3 separate regions of the Mus musculus genome follow, and regions 1 and 2 are each linked to region 3. The links are chromatin contacts, called in public Hi-C maps. All regions are on one chromosome and are shown on one strand. Each heading gives the region's core, a stretch centred on a gene start, on an enhancer-like site or on the middle of the called end of the contact. The rest is flanking DNA. Distances are from core to core; before and after follow the strand shown. Region 1 overlaps Ntm (neurotrimin). Region 2 has its middle 82 kb from the start of Gm15521. Region 3 holds the start of Ntm (neurotrimin).

The links. A called contact is a pair of places that touch in the nucleus more often than the background predicts.
Region 1: a contact with region 3 is called in a Hi-C map of cerebral cortex, with 1.8 times the contacts expected there. The contact joins the enhancer-like site here to the promoter of Ntm in region 3. A contact is called at or near these places in 13 of 484 Hi-C or Micro-C datasets (the HL-1 cell line, Sertoli cells, brain and 7 more) and 2 of 115 datasets of contacts at active chromatin or transcription factors (embryonic forebrain and embryonic midbrain).
Region 2: a contact with region 3 is called in a Hi-C map of cerebellum, with 4 times the contacts expected there. The contact joins the enhancer-like site here to the promoter of Ntm in region 3. A contact is called at or near these places in 3 of 484 Hi-C or Micro-C datasets (cerebellar granule neurons, cerebellum and nephron progenitors).

What each region holds. Positions count from the first base shown.
Region 1 is chr9:29,241,636-29,244,447 of GRCm38.p6, forward strand. The region is part of intron 1 of Ntm (neurotrimin); the gene reads right to left. Among named protein-coding and RNA genes, the nearest start is that of Ntm, 170 kb to the right of the region's middle. Within about 2 kb of position 1,501, at least 3 of the 459 cell types and tissues checked have an H3K27ac peak or open chromatin away from gene starts, as enhancers often do. A contact at or near this core is called in cerebellar granule neurons and cerebral cortex, where this site is marked.
Region 2 is chr9:29,549,429-29,552,128 of GRCm38.p6, forward strand. It overlaps a transcript of Ntm not described here. Among named protein-coding and RNA genes, the nearest start is that of Gm15521, 82 kb to the right of the region's middle. Within about 2 kb of position 1,368, at least 6 of the 459 cell types and tissues checked have an H3K27ac peak or open chromatin away from gene starts, as enhancers often do. A contact at or near this core is called in cerebellar granule neurons and cerebellum, where this site is marked.
Region 3 is chr9:29,411,106-29,413,986 of GRCm38.p6, forward strand. Ntm (neurotrimin) reads right to left here and starts at 1,580. Exons shown (of 7, transcript NM_001357602.1): 1 at 451-1,580. The coding sequence starts at 617.

The DNA.
Region 1 (2,812 bases), core at 251-2,750, 170 kb before region 3:
GAAAGACTGCCTTAAGCACAATTTGTATATGATTTTACATTACCTGGAATTAATCACAGGTGAATGAAAAGCTCTCACAGTGTTGCATAAAAGTAGGTGGGATGCCTGACCATGTTAATAGAGACATAAAGTAGAAAACAGAAGGCAGTGTGCTTTGTGCTCCTTAGAGCTCATCTAAAACAGTCTAGGGCATCACGCTCAGTTTTAATGTGTTCAGGGGGAACCAGAGCCAGGGCAGCAAAGGTCAGGAACCAGGCCTATGAGGAATTTGAAATTAATCTTGGAAAAGAGAAGACATTCATAACCGTTTTCAAGTTTGTGAAGATCTATTATGTGGGAAAGGTGGTAGGGGAAAATATTTCAGAACTTGTAGGTATAATTGATAAAACAGGTAGAAAAGTCTATTTTTATAATTATAGTGAATACAAATGGCTACATCATTAGACAGTGACTTCTTCATCTCACCAACAGTCAGCAGCAGCAGCAATCAAACAACCAAGCACCCAAACACCCAAGCACCCAAGCACCCAAGCAACCAAGTAACTGGTGGTAACATCAATTGGAAGCACAATCCAAGGGATATTAAAGAGCTTCACTCATAAGCTAGGGTTTATAAATGATGGTTGTCAGATTCAAACACAGATCCACTGATTCCAGATCATAAACTCCTATATGTGCTTTATTACCTCAAAGTTCTGATGTGGATTCAGAAAGAAGACACACAAAAAGAACCAACGAGAGCCCTGGATGGCATAGCTATTATCCATGAGTATTGGCTATTGTCACTGCTATCTCTGGACAAGGGGAGCTGGCCAGCAGCTAATGCTAAGGTTTTCTGGTTCACTAAAGAGTGTGCCTCTGAATAGCATCAGTGTTGTCTCTGGGCTGCCTCTTAATACCTCATTTCCTATGCTAGGACCCTGTGATGTGGGTAGCCTGACTCTCATGCAAGGGTCAAGTGCCCTTCTGCAAAGCCAGCTCCAATACCCTTGAGGTTCTACATCTAATCCTAAAGTTGGACTTTTCTTTATTCAAATCCCATTCAGAATTGGCACAATTCCATTTGCTGATTCAAAAAAGGGAAAGAGGTTTTGAAAAGGCTTATAACAAAGGCTCATAAGCCTTACAGATCAAACAGCTCTTAAAGAACAACATTTTGATGAGTTAAGTGTAAAAGAACCAGAAACATACGGATTAAATTCCCCTTGAAATTTGAATGCATTTAAAAATTAAAGGGAAAAGCACTTGGCAGAATGCACTTGGGTCCTCTACTGAATCTCAAACATTTAGGAAAACGGCTTGAGACATTGGACCCAAATGAAGCCACTTTCTATCTGGCTTCCATTAAGTGCTGCTGGGTACTTCTCCCCCTTCCCCCATCTCTTAGGAGACTATTTCAGATCCCCAGTTCCTAGTCCTTTCTTTTCCCTTAATAGCTAATTGCTAATTAGCAAGATATTTGTGTGCTGGGAGAAGCAGTTCATTTTCTGAAATGGCCGGAGCCTACTGCTCAGGTCATCCAGTGGCACTCACCCAGATACTCACTGCGAAGCATGTGGTGTGCAGTGGCCTGGGAAGCTCTACGTGGGCTGCGCTACCTGCCACCTGCCATCCAAATGCTGAGTGTGGGATGCAAAGCACACGGATGGGCATGTCAGGTTCTGGGGGCCGGAGCTAGCTATCATCACCAGACAACATAGCATTGTTTTGGAGTCTGCATGGGCAGGGCAGGGTAGACTCTGCAAGAATCACAGTGTACATGGGCAGGGCAACAAGAGAGAGTAAAGTGGGATTGTTAGGTAAATAAAATAATTTTTTTTGGCTTGTGTGGGTGGTATTGGTAGGGGGTGGTATCCAGAGGTTCCTTCACATGTGGCAAGAAACTATATCTTCTGGCGTTTGTACATAGTCACAGATTATTGTTACTACTTATGGTTTGATCAGGTCCTCACTCTATCTTAGAATAGGAAACTGACCAACATCAATAACCACTGTCAAAGAGTCTGTGAATATCGTGAGCTATGGCTGAGGGTTTTCTTTTGTTGTGATTATAGTTTTCTTTTGTATGATCTGTTTTCAGGTGAGCAATAAACTTAGAGGCTTTGGCAAAGGCACAGGGTTCTGACTGGGGAGCCATAGACCCAGGCTTAACTCCTATCTCAGTCACTTTTTAGCCAGATGGAGCCGAGGAAAAGATTTGGTCTCTTATGGTCTCCATGTTCTCTGTAAAATGAGAATTTTACTGCGGTTGATGAGGAGGTGAAAATGCTTCATCACTCAAGTCCATCACTGGGCAGAATAATAGTGCATCTCATAAGTAAATAGAATTCTGCCTCTGTGGTCTCTATCTGAAGGGTTGAGACCAGTTCTTCCTGTGGATTTGCATGAGTTATCAAGTCCATAAAATTGGATGATGACAATGAGTAGAATTTTAGTAGTGTTTGGATAAGGTGTAGATAATGAACACTGGTTTGCATGTCCTCCATCAGGTCTTTTATTGGCATAGTAGTAGAACTGGGCATGTGGTGACAGAAATCTTGATTTTTTTTTCTCCAATGTTGGCACTCTCCATGAGCAGTAAATCTGGTACCTGGTCCAAATCCCACATATTCGCTGTTTCAGTAAGCAAATATGTTAGGGTGGTGGGGAGCCCCAGACATTCATTTTGACTTCAATTTCTCTACCACTGTATCTCGACTTCCAGGACAGAGCAACACTGGTTCAACATACAATACATCCTAAAATATCTACTATTTTTCCATTTTCAGAAAACAATTTGTAGACTGCTCATCTGCTTGAATCAAACAAAAGT
Region 2 (2,700 bases), core at 118-2,617, 140 kb after region 3:
GCTTGAACATGGCACTTAGCTCTCTTTTCATATTTAGATAGCATGCTCTGTCTAAAAGTTTGTGGCTTTGTAACTTCCTACCTTCTCAGTTCGTTCATACTTCATCTTGGCTGGGAGCTCGGTCATGAGACAGTGCTTAACACTAACCTGCTATCACCCTGATTCGCTGATTCACTTCAGTTAGCACACAATAGATTCTTCCATTCACTATGCTTTTCTAAGTTGTCCTACATATGTCTGTGCTGGTCCTGTACATTTGCCATTAAAAGACATTACATTTTAGTCCTGCTTGTTTGTTTGTTTGTTTGTTTGTTTGTTTGTTTTTAGAAGAATCTGGACTCTAGCATCTCACCACTTTGAACACAAAGGCAAACACTGCCTCTGTAAGGCACTCATGAGTATAATCACACTAAGCATACACTAGCAGTCTTGCTTTCTACTACTTTTTAAAATGCTCGAAAAAGTGGGGTGGGGCCAATGAGATGCTCGTAGTCAAGCCTGAATTCAAGCCCCTAGGACCCACATAGTGGAAGGAGATAATGAAGTCCCGCAAGCTGTCCTCTTAACTCCACAGTGCACTACGGTATGTGGATGCCCCCTGTGCTCCAAGAAATACATAAAGGCAAAATGTAAAAGCCTTCAATAAGTAGACTCACGCTGAGGAGCATTTTATCTTGGCTCCCAGATTGGAAGTTTTTAGCACATGACTGGTTGGCCCAACTCTTGTGTTTGTAATCAGGCAACAGATCCTGTAGTGGAAGCTCAATATAGAGCAGAGCCACTTGTCTCGTGGCAGAAAAAACGGAGAGCGAGAGTAGGGTGTGACTAGGGTCCCAAAGTCCTCTTCAACATCACACATCTAAGACGTGCGTCTGAGAACCAGGCTTCACTCTTATACCTCCAGGGAGACATGCGTAATACAGCAATAACCTGTTCACCGCTGTCGTGCCTTGGCAGCTGAATCATCTATGTATGAATATCAAGGTAAAGTCTAACACTCAGCCATCACTCAGTGTGGTCACAAATACACACAGTAGCCAGCTATAAGGTTGTCCTAAAGTTCTCAGGCTTGGAGCTGGGGCTGTCGATCAGTGCTACAGTTTGGCTCCCGTGCATGACACCCTAGCTTTAATCTCTAGTACCAAGAAATTAAATAAGATTCAAGCTGAAGTCTTTCATTTGCAGGCTGTGAATAACTTCGTGCTCTTAAGCAAACACTGGCTGAAATAATTTAGAAGGTAGAAAGTGCTTCCCTGAAGAAAATGCTGGCTCTACCTGAAAGACGCCCCGCTGTCTGCACCTGTTCGGCACTGAGCTAGCCTTCTGTCTGGCTCCTCACCGTTCGCAGCAGAATGACATCCCATCCCCATCTGCTGTCTCAAGCATATGGCCATCACAGCCACGTAGGATGCCTGCACTACAGGTACCTGTTAGAGAGCTCAGTCATTAATTGTCTGAATCCCAGAGTTAGCCAGTGACTCTCAGAACGCAGCAGATAGGTTTTAATAAGACTGGTTAAAAGTGATATTCACAATTATTTTTCTTTTATATTCTCCCATTCCTAAAATAATGGTGTAAAATTAGATTTTCACATGAAAAAAAAAGTGCTATAAATGTTTGACCCAAATTGACAATATCGTTTCTCCTCATTGCCACCTTGATTAGGAGCACAGAGCCTTCAGGAGGTGCCTCTGCTGTTTTGTAAGATTTTCTGCAAGGCACCTTTTGCCTTCTTGCTAGAAGAGAGTCATCCTCACAGCAAGTATGTATGTCTTGAGTTCTGCTCCAGGAACACACTACCCTTGCTGGCATGCCTCCTCTCTGTTAAGAGGCGTTACGGATGCTGTGTGACTTCCTCGAACTCTTACATGCTATGGTCCAATTACAAAACTTTCTTTCCTGGGTATGATGGAAGGATCAACCTCCTGCTTTAAGAATTCTGCTGTGTTCTAAGTGTTTTAATCTCTGTCTCATTTTGTTACTTAAATCCCATGTCATCATCACTTATTTATCTTACTTTATTTAATTTAATTTAATTTAATTTAATTTTTGCCTCTGCTCAGGCTTTGGCTTTGCCAGGACTTAGGCGTCCTCCTTCTGTGATGATCAGCTCAATGCCCCTGAACCCCCCTCCCACGACCACATCTGCCTGTCAGTACCCATGTCCTTGTGTGGCAAAACAAAATATTGCACAGGTCAGCTTCAAAGACTGGCAAGAAAAATTACCAATCCCAATGATTTTCGTCCCCTGCAGGGTTTCCTTTTATTTTTAAAGGATGAATCCACTCTGTTGTTGATAAAGTGGAAATCCTACAACCAAATACACTTTTCACTCCACATCTATGGAACCCACGTATAGACCTGTATATTCAGCTACCTGAAGACTAAAAGTAATCTGAAAAAAAAAAGTGTCTATATTGCAAACATACAGGTGTTTCTTGCTATGGCTTCATAAACAATACAACCTAAAAATTCTTTATATAATGTTTGCATTGCATTAGGTGTTGTTAGCCACCCAGAAATGATTTAAAGTAGAAGGGTTGATCAGTGTCGTTCATACAAGGAACCTAAGCATTGGGAAGCTGGTTATCTTGTGGGGGCAATATGCATTCAGTGGAAGCCATACTTCAGGTTTTGAATTTTCTCTCTTCCCCAAGCTAGCAATGCGCAGCATAATTCTGTCTTGTGACAGCAAGCAAA
Region 3 (2,881 bases), core at 330-2,829:
TTTTGCAGAGTCCAGACCCTGTGGCAACTCTCAATGGCACGGGTAGTGCGAGGGCATCCACACCAAGCCAGATCCCTGCTTTGGGACTCATTAACTTCAGCAGGGAGATCATCCATGCTGAGTCTCAGCCAAGCCCCAGGTCACCATAGCTGTCAGGCTCGGGAAAAGGCAGTAGCAGGACCATTGGCTTCAAAATAAGACAGCTATCCCTCACCTTTAACAAACCCTTGGGTCAAAGGAGCCAGGTTTGGAAAGCACAGCTCTCCCCTAGCATTACCCTGAGGTTGCCACATTCCTTGGTAGAGCAGTTAGCTCATCCAGGAATTGTGCAGCGCAGCAAGCTAGGGATCTCTCCACTAGCCCTGGCTTGCTCCAGAGCACACACCCGCACCCCTGCCCCTTTGCCCCAGCCGAAACAAATCATCATTTAGTAGAGTGGCAGTTCCCTACCTGAGGGTGGCGCTCTCCCCCTGCCTGACCGTCACGTTGTCCATAGCTTTGGGAAAGGTGGCATCTCCGCTACGCACCGGCACTCCTGTGGGTACAAGGAATAGCAGCCTGAGAGACACGACCACGAGGCACTTCCAGGGCAGGAACAGGTACCCACAGACCCCCATTCTCGACAGCCACAACTTCCCAGAACTCCGGTAGTGGCACGCACACGCCCCCCGGGCGAGCACAGGAAGTGGGTGGGGTGGGGAGTGAGCGCGGGGACCCAGCGATGAACTAGCGGCGACCGCGCGATGCACTGGGAGGAGAAAAGCGCGCAGACTCCTCCAAGTCTAATATTCCTCCCCTAAATCCAGCCTCAGCTCGCAGCCTCCGAGAACCAGTTTCCACACACATCCGAGGCGGACTTTCTCCGTGCTGCCTGTAGCCAGGAAGGTGGCCAGGAAGGAGAAGCGCAAGGCAGGCAAGCAGGCGCACAGGTGCGGGTCTCAGAAGCTGCCTCTTCCCCGTAGCAGTTCAGGCATGGCACTTTGGACAGGAGTAAGCACTTTGGTATCCAACGGGGTTGTGGCTGGGTTGAATCCAGCTACCCAGATGTGGTCTACGATTCCTCAGTCGAACGAGAGGAAATCCAGCACTTTCTTAAGTTTCAGAGCAAGGCTCGGCGCCAGAAACAATCTGGAACAATAGCAGATGGAAAGTAGAGCACGCAAGAGGCGGCACGGAGGGAGCAAGGAGGCGCCTGCTAAGCCGGCTTCCTGCAATCCGGACTCGGGAATCCTGCCGCAGAGCCACGGTCAACTTGCTCAGAGCCCAGATTCGCGCTGCAGCTTGGGCTGTCTCTGCAGCGCAGCAGCAAGGTTGGAGCGGCGCGGCAGGGGCGGACCGCAGCGGTCCCTAGCCCGCTCTCTGGCTCGCTGCAGAAGACGAAGCGCAGTCGGCACCACCGGAGCCGCGGACGCCACGCTCAGCGGCCGCCCCCGGCCTCCGCGCTGCCTTCCTCCCGGGAGCAGCCCCGACGCGCGCGGGCCCCGACCGCCGGGGTTGTCATGGCAGCAGCTCCATCCCTGACCGCCACTTTCTCTCCTTGCCGACTCCAAGCGATCCGGCTGGCGGGAGGCACGGACTGTGCGCTCATCCTGGCGGGTGCGGGGCGCGGGCGCCCACCTTAACCCCCGCCGCGCCGGGCCAGGGCAGGGCGGTGTACCACCTCTGGCCACCGTTTTAACCATTTCCGGATTTGAAGAGCTAGCTCTTCGCAATTAAGAAGACAAAGTTACTGTGAGGTCTTAATAACCCTAGACATCTTAATAAGGGTCACAAACTAACTAGGAAGAGAAGAGCCTGCAGCATGCATATGTGCACCTTTAAAATGGTCAAATTAATTCTATCAGCATTGAGAGTACATTTACAACGTTAGGAAGATGCTTTAAATAATCTCATTTTTATTCAATGTTACACCACCCTTTGCACTACACCCACCCTCTTAAAACCCCGCAGACTCAACACAGCCATTCTAAGAGATAGTCCACGTAAAATATAAATGTGGAAATTCCAGAAGGACCTTGGTTGATGGAGTGAGCAAAATCCCTTTAAAATGTTGGTCAAGTTCAACACAGCCTTTTTTCAATTCCCCAACCTCACCCCAGACACTGAGAATGCTAACTGGGTAAAAGGTACACAGGCATGGGCCAGTGTAAGCCACAGCCTTGTTTATAAAGAAGATTCTCTGGGTTCTGGGTTCACACTCTGGCGTACCTGATTTCATCTCCAAGAGGCGTGGCTTTCTTTAAATCTTTGAAGCCCAAAGAAAGACTGGATATGCCTGAGCTTCTGTGACTTCTCTCTGTCTGCTGCTGGTTCCTCTGTGCCTACATCATGTTTCTCCCTTCACACTAACTCTGATGGACCATGCCTGGTCCCTGTACAGGGAACAGGGTAGATCCGTTAGAACAGTGTGGGTAACGCCAATAGGCTCCCTTCCCTGGAATTTCCAGTCCTGAGCTCCCAATACTGTCCTGAATTGTTACTGGGAAAGGAATGGGGGTACACTGGTTCTGTTTATTTCCCTAGACTTTCTCTTGCATTCAGTTGGGGCACTATTTTTTTTAAAAAGTCTATGAAATAAAAGTGGGTGGGGGGGAGTGCTTCCCCAAAGCCATCCAACACCAGATACGAAGAAAACATTACTACAGAACCATTATTAACCTCAGAGGTGCTGGTACCAATGAACATTGACGCTATGGAGTCACACCAGCCGTTTCCATGTAGATAGTATGTAAGGATCCACACGTGCACCTGTCCCACAATCTCCCCCTCACACTACTACAGTGGAGGGGTGGGTAGAGGTCAGCTGTGGAATGTGTTAACCAAACTCAAAAATGGCAAAAGAAGATGAGTAAGCTAGCTTTTCTAGCTTTGTAGTTGCCCA